Regions from separate parts of the Sus scrofa genome. Here region 1 is linked to region 2. Evidence: chromatin contacts called from public Hi-C data. All regions are on one chromosome and are shown on one strand. The core of a region is the stretch at or near the end of the contact, and the rest is flanking DNA. Distances in the headings are between cores, read along the strand shown. Region 1 holds the start of GNPDA2 (glucosamine-6-phosphate isomerase 2). Region 2 holds the start of GUF1 (translation factor GUF1, mitochondrial).

The links. Hi-C and Micro-C count contacts between places; a contact is called where the count stands out from the background.
Region 1: a Hi-C map of skeletal muscle shows a contact between it and region 2, with 3 times the contacts expected there. The contact joins the promoter of GNPDA2 here to the promoter of GUF1 in region 2. A contact is called at or near these places in 1 of 5 promoter capture datasets (liver), 6 of 47 Hi-C or Micro-C datasets (alveolar macrophages, embryonic fibroblasts, heart right ventricle and 2 more) and 2 of 2 datasets of contacts at active chromatin or transcription factors (alveolar macrophages and skeletal muscle).

The regions. Positions count from the first base shown.
Region 1 is chr8:35,218,170-35,220,869 of Sscrofa11.1, reverse strand. GNPDA2 (glucosamine-6-phosphate isomerase 2) reads left to right here and starts at 1,343. Exons shown (of 7, transcript XM_003128949.5): 1 at 1,343-1,498.
Region 2 is chr8:35,166,128-35,168,932 of Sscrofa11.1, reverse strand. It overlaps GUF1 (translation factor GUF1, mitochondrial), which reads right to left and starts at 1,314. Exons shown (of 17, transcript XM_003128951.5): 1 at 926-1,314. The coding sequence starts at 1,090.

The DNA of each region.
Region 1 (2,700 bases), core at 94-2,593, 52 kb before region 2:
GGTTTACCTGGAGCAAGGAAATATGTGTCCGCTTTCCTTGTGTTGGTGTCTGGTACTTAAACAGTAAACATTTCTCGAATGGACAAATGAATGACTCAGCACATTCATCCCTGTCCTTGTCAAAACAATTTTCCTGCTTAGTATTACATATTTTGCTTTTGATGGCAGTAATTGCTTGCTTTCATCCTGGTACAAAGAGCATGGCATATGAGTTGCAAGAGGTGAGAAACACCAGCTTGAGAGAAAAGGAAGACAGGATATGACACAATGCAGTTAAAGTAGAATTAACCATTGTTAGCACTTATAGCAAGAGCAGAACTTATTCTTCTAGTGTTAGAAACACATAAGTAGAACCGCTGAGAAAGAATATGTTACAAAAACATCCCTCTGTGGTCCAAGAATATTCCCTGCAAGGCTCTTTTTTACTTGCAGGTCTTTTTGACTACAGTAGTTGTACAATTGATTTTTGTTAGATGATAAATTATAGTACTGGGGAGGTATTAAAAACTGCCTTTGTAAGCTAACTCAAGGCTATAGTGCAGAGAAACGTTGCTGTTTGAAGTTATATATGGAAATGGAACACTGTTCTTGCCTTAAAAAATGTAAGTTGGGGGATTCATTTGACTTAGAGAAGCTGGCTGGATTTACAACTCAGGTGCAGAACTTCAGTTAAGGAATTTGGGGACATAGTGTTACACATTTATCTTAACTTTGTAGTGTACAAGGAAACGAGTTTGCCTGTCACCTCATGCAGGTAGTCAGATTATAGGTCCTATCAGAATTCTAAATGTTCCTATTGGGACTCACATGATACTTCTTTGAGTGACTGATACTTTCTTAACAACTTCCTCATTTCCCTCATGAACAAAGATTTGCAATACTCAGTTCAAAGCTGATTCTGCTTCCCTTTCCTACAACCTCAGCACAAGTTCGTATCTCATCAAAATCGCCTCTGAACCACTTCAAGGTTTCCCATGGTACACAGTTTGCCCTTCTGCAGCACGTTAAACTTGACTTTGATGAGCTTATTGATAAAAAGCGCTTAGCTGTCACTCTGCTTGCAAAGGAGACATTCAACAGCTTGGAGTAGAGAGAGAATTCATATTGCTATTATAAGCAGCAACTAAAGTAATGCTGATGTACGGGCCTTGCAGTCCTACATGCTAAATCTCATTAACCCAAAGACTCTATCGCAATTCAACCTCTGAGGGATGAAAAAAAAAAAGTGTGGAGGCAAGGGCCCAGGATCTCGAGACTCACGTTAAGGCAGGGTTTCCTGTATTGCTTAACTCACAAGGACCTTTACGCGGCTCATCCCTAGCAAGCAAGAAGCGCGCGCATGCGCAGCACCCACAGGCCGCGCCGCCGTCCCTTCTGCGCCAGGTTTACATCCGGGTCCTTGAGCTCCGCGCTCCACGCCCGGCTCTGCTGGTTCCAGAGTGGCTGGGTGTTGGTTCTTCCCCCTGTTACGGCGTCGGGAGAGTCAGTGGGTCGGCGGGTGAGTCCACCGGGATGGACCCAGAAGGGGAGTCGGCTAGGGGCCCCGCTGGGCGTCGTCCCCGTGGGAGGGCTTTATGTTGAGATGGGGACGCGGGGCGGATTAGGATCCGGGAAGTCTCAAGGCGGGGGCCGTGGTGTCCTCAGCCTTACCCCCCTCCAACTTGGCTGGGTGTGCTCTTCGAACTGGGTCTCTGGGACAGGGCTATAGCCGTCTCTCCCTTTGGCGGCCTTTTCCTGACACTTCTTAAAAATTCCTAATAGTCATCCTCATTTGTATTCGTTACGGTTTGCGGAGAGACGGGGGCCTGGCAGCCCGGCAGTGTGGGTTTGCAGCCCCCGCCTTCTGGGTAGGGACCACGGCCTTCTCTGCCGCTTCTTAGCCCTCGTCGGGATCCAGACCCCTGCCCTGCAGGCCCCCTTCCTGGTCGGGCTTCAGAGGTCTTTTCAGGTCAGCTGTGATGTGGTGTTCGGAAAAGCTCAGAGCAGGGATTCTGGAAGTCTTGATTCCAGATTCTAGTATAGATTCTAAAATAGCTGTGTTACTCAAGTCATCTAGAAGTTCCCATCCAGCTTTAGAGTTCTCAGATTCGTGTTCCATGGCTCTTTTTTCCAAGGGATCCATACCCCAAATGAATCAGCACCAGAGGAATATGAGGGCAGGGTGACGCTGTGTCATTTTCTGAGTGCTATTGGGTCGTGATATCAGAGAATGGTCGAGGGCCACAGCAGTTTGGACTTCTGAGGATTGGCAAAACCACATTTTGGCAAAAGACACATTTTAAAATTTAAACACATGTTCCAAAAACATTCTACTTTCTTCTGGGTGCAGTGATTCATTTGGGAATTTGGAAGTGAACTGTGAGCTCAGGGAAGAGTTTAAGAGGACAAAACATGCCTGTACTTGGTCTGAGAGGTTTCTTGATCCTCTGTGCAATGAACTCATCTTATATGGTGTTCTTTTCCAAATTTATCCTGATTGTAAGAATCACTTGTATTTGTAAAGGTCCAGATTCTCTGGACCCTATTTCAGAACTGTTGAAACATCATGTCCAGGGGAAGGGCCCTGGGAATCTTTTTAACAAGGATTCTAAATGGTTCTTCTTTATAAGGCATTTTTGGAGCATATATCTTTCAGTCAGATAGATCCTCCACCGCTTAATAGCTTTATACTTCAGTAATAAACTTCTGAGTTGCAGTTTT
Region 2 (2,805 bases), core at 65-2,564:
CCCCTTTATTGGCCACTTTGAGGCACATGGAGTCCCCTGGCCAGGGATCATATCTCACCTTCAGTTGGTGCCAGATCCTTAAATCGACATGCCCTGATGGGAATTGAACCTATACCCCAGCGCTACAAACACCTCCAATCCTGTTTTGCCACAGTGCAACTCCTAAAAATTCTACTCCTTAAGTCATGCATAGCCATTGGAGGTTTTATTAGCATTTTTTTTTTTTTTTTTTTGGAGGGCCACACCAGAGGCATATGGAAATGTCCAGGCTCCGGCCTACACCACAGCCACAGCAAAGCCTGATTCTTAGCAGGGCCAGGGATGGAACATGCATCCTCATGGATACTAATCAGGTTGGTTTCACTGAGCCACAATGGGACCTCCACTGGCACCTCATTTAACAAATAAACAAACAGGAGTTCCCCTTTGTGGTGGTGGAAATGAATACGACTAGGAACCATGAGGTTGCGGGTTCAATCCCTGGCCTTGCTCAGTGCATTAAGGATCCTGCTTTGCTGTGAGCTGTGGTGTAGGTCGCAGACATTGCTCGGGTCCTACGTTGCTGTGGCTGTGGTGTGAGCCAGACGCTACAGCTCTGATTTGACCCCTAGCCTAGGAACCTCCATACTCCCTGGGAGTGCGGCCCTAAGAAGCAAAAAAAAAAAAAAAAAAAGTTTTTAAACTTAAATACATATTTAGCCCAAAGCATCACACAAACAGTTCTGATATTACAAAGTAGGAAAGTGAGGCCGCCACCTGCCCAAGGTCACACTGGTGAGCAGTGGAAGACTCAGGAACCCCAGAGGAGCCCGTCCCAGCACTGCCTCCTCTACAGAAGCGCAACCTGCGTCCACATTCCCAAATACAACAGGAGCACCTTCCCAAGTTTTAAAACCTGGCCAAGGAGAAACTCAGGGGGGGTCACCTGGCGGTCCGCAGAGCTGAAGGGCCTGTCCGGAGCCCTGGGCTCGGCGGCAGGGCCCAGGGCAGACGCGGGGAGAGCCCCGGGCGGCCCAAGACCCGCCGACCGGCTGGCCCACGCCGCTAGCGTCCGTCCGGGCCACCAGCCCGGCCCTGCACGAGCCCACATCGCCCCGCGCGGAGACGTCACGAGAGGGTCCCGAGAGGGGACAGCGCCATCACCCGCGGCTCAGTTTCCTCCAAATCCGTCCGGCTCCCGGCAAACGGACAAGATTCAATCGGGCTTTTAGAAGCTGAGAAGAAAACGATAGCTGGGCAGCGCCGCACAACTAGCAGCCCCGACAGGGATACTGGAGACGCAGCGCCGCTCGTCGACGACCTCACGTCGCACGTCGCCGTGACGTCAGCGTGCCTCCGCGCGAGGCTGCAGGGAAGTCACGTGAGGGAAGCTCTCGGGAGCTGTGTCGTGCTTTTAGCAAAAGGTTGAGTTTTAGCTTCTTACCAAATGGTAAAATACTTCAGTGACTTTTAAAATCCAGAAGTCCAGATGTATTCTCCATGTTGTCTGTGCTGTCACTAATATTGAGGTACATCTGAGTGGAAACAGGCGGTAAAATTTATTGCAGTAATGTATCCTAGGAAAAGTTGGGGCCAGAAGTGAGGGTAAAGAAAAGTTACATCCTGAACTCCCTTTAAGCCTTTATGGTCTACGGTTGACCACTTCGACAGTGTTTATCTTGCCGGTGGCAGAGCTCCAGCCAATTAAGGTGGAGGAGGATAACGATGAGGATCATGAGATCTGTATACCACATCCTTTGTTTCCCACTGTCTCCCAGAGGCTTTTCTGCCGCACGTAGGGTTTGGCACCGAGAAGAAAACAGCTGCGTTGAGTTCACCATTGTATTGTTGAGTGACTGTAAATAATGAACACAAGAGTAAACACAGATACCTTCTATTGATCCAACTTTATTTCCACCTAAAAGCTATGGGACATGAACAACAAAATGAGGTCATTTATGTCAAGGGATCTAAAATGGAGCCGGGAGGCTACTGGAACTTACACATGTCCACACCTGGATGCAGCATAAACTTTTGATCAGGCCATTCTTAGACCACCCATTGGCACCAATCATAGTTGTATAAAAATAACCTTCTGTGCAATGTCTAGTAAGTTGCCTTTATAAACCCCTGCCGTTTTCCATTTACCCTGGAGTCCGTTTGAGTCACTGCTCCTATGGGTGCCTTGTGAATTACAATACTTAAAACCACAAATAAACCCGTTCTCTTATTTGCAGTTTTCTGTGTTTTGTTGTTGTTGTCGACAATCATAATAATCATAGCAGAGACTATGTATTGAACATTTACAACTTTCCCCTGCCTGTTAATTGTTCCTATTCAAAATCCAGTTTAGTCTTTGTATTTTATACACAAATTTATGTATACACATACATACATACACATGTATGTTATATATGTATTTATTGATTAATAATTTAGGTATATTATGAAGCATAAGGAAAAATAAAATTAAGTTGATGAGATAAAGATACCTAAGAGGTATCTTGAGTACCTTAAGAGGTAGGTAAAAATTTTGTGTTTTATGAAGGAGGGAATGGAGGATCCATGTAGTTAGATAACTTGTAGATGAATTTATATAATTCCTAGGAGAATTTTCCTATAAAAGTTCATTATATCCATATGCTAAATGTATAATGTATATGAATTTGCTTTATTACGTTTTAAAATAATGATAATATAGCCACTAAGAATGTACAAATTAGCTACAACAAATCAGTTTTCATAATTTCAGGTGTAAATTATGTATGTTTTTGCTAACGTTTGGTTACTATAAGACTAAAAACTTGTGTTCAGTACTAATTCTGT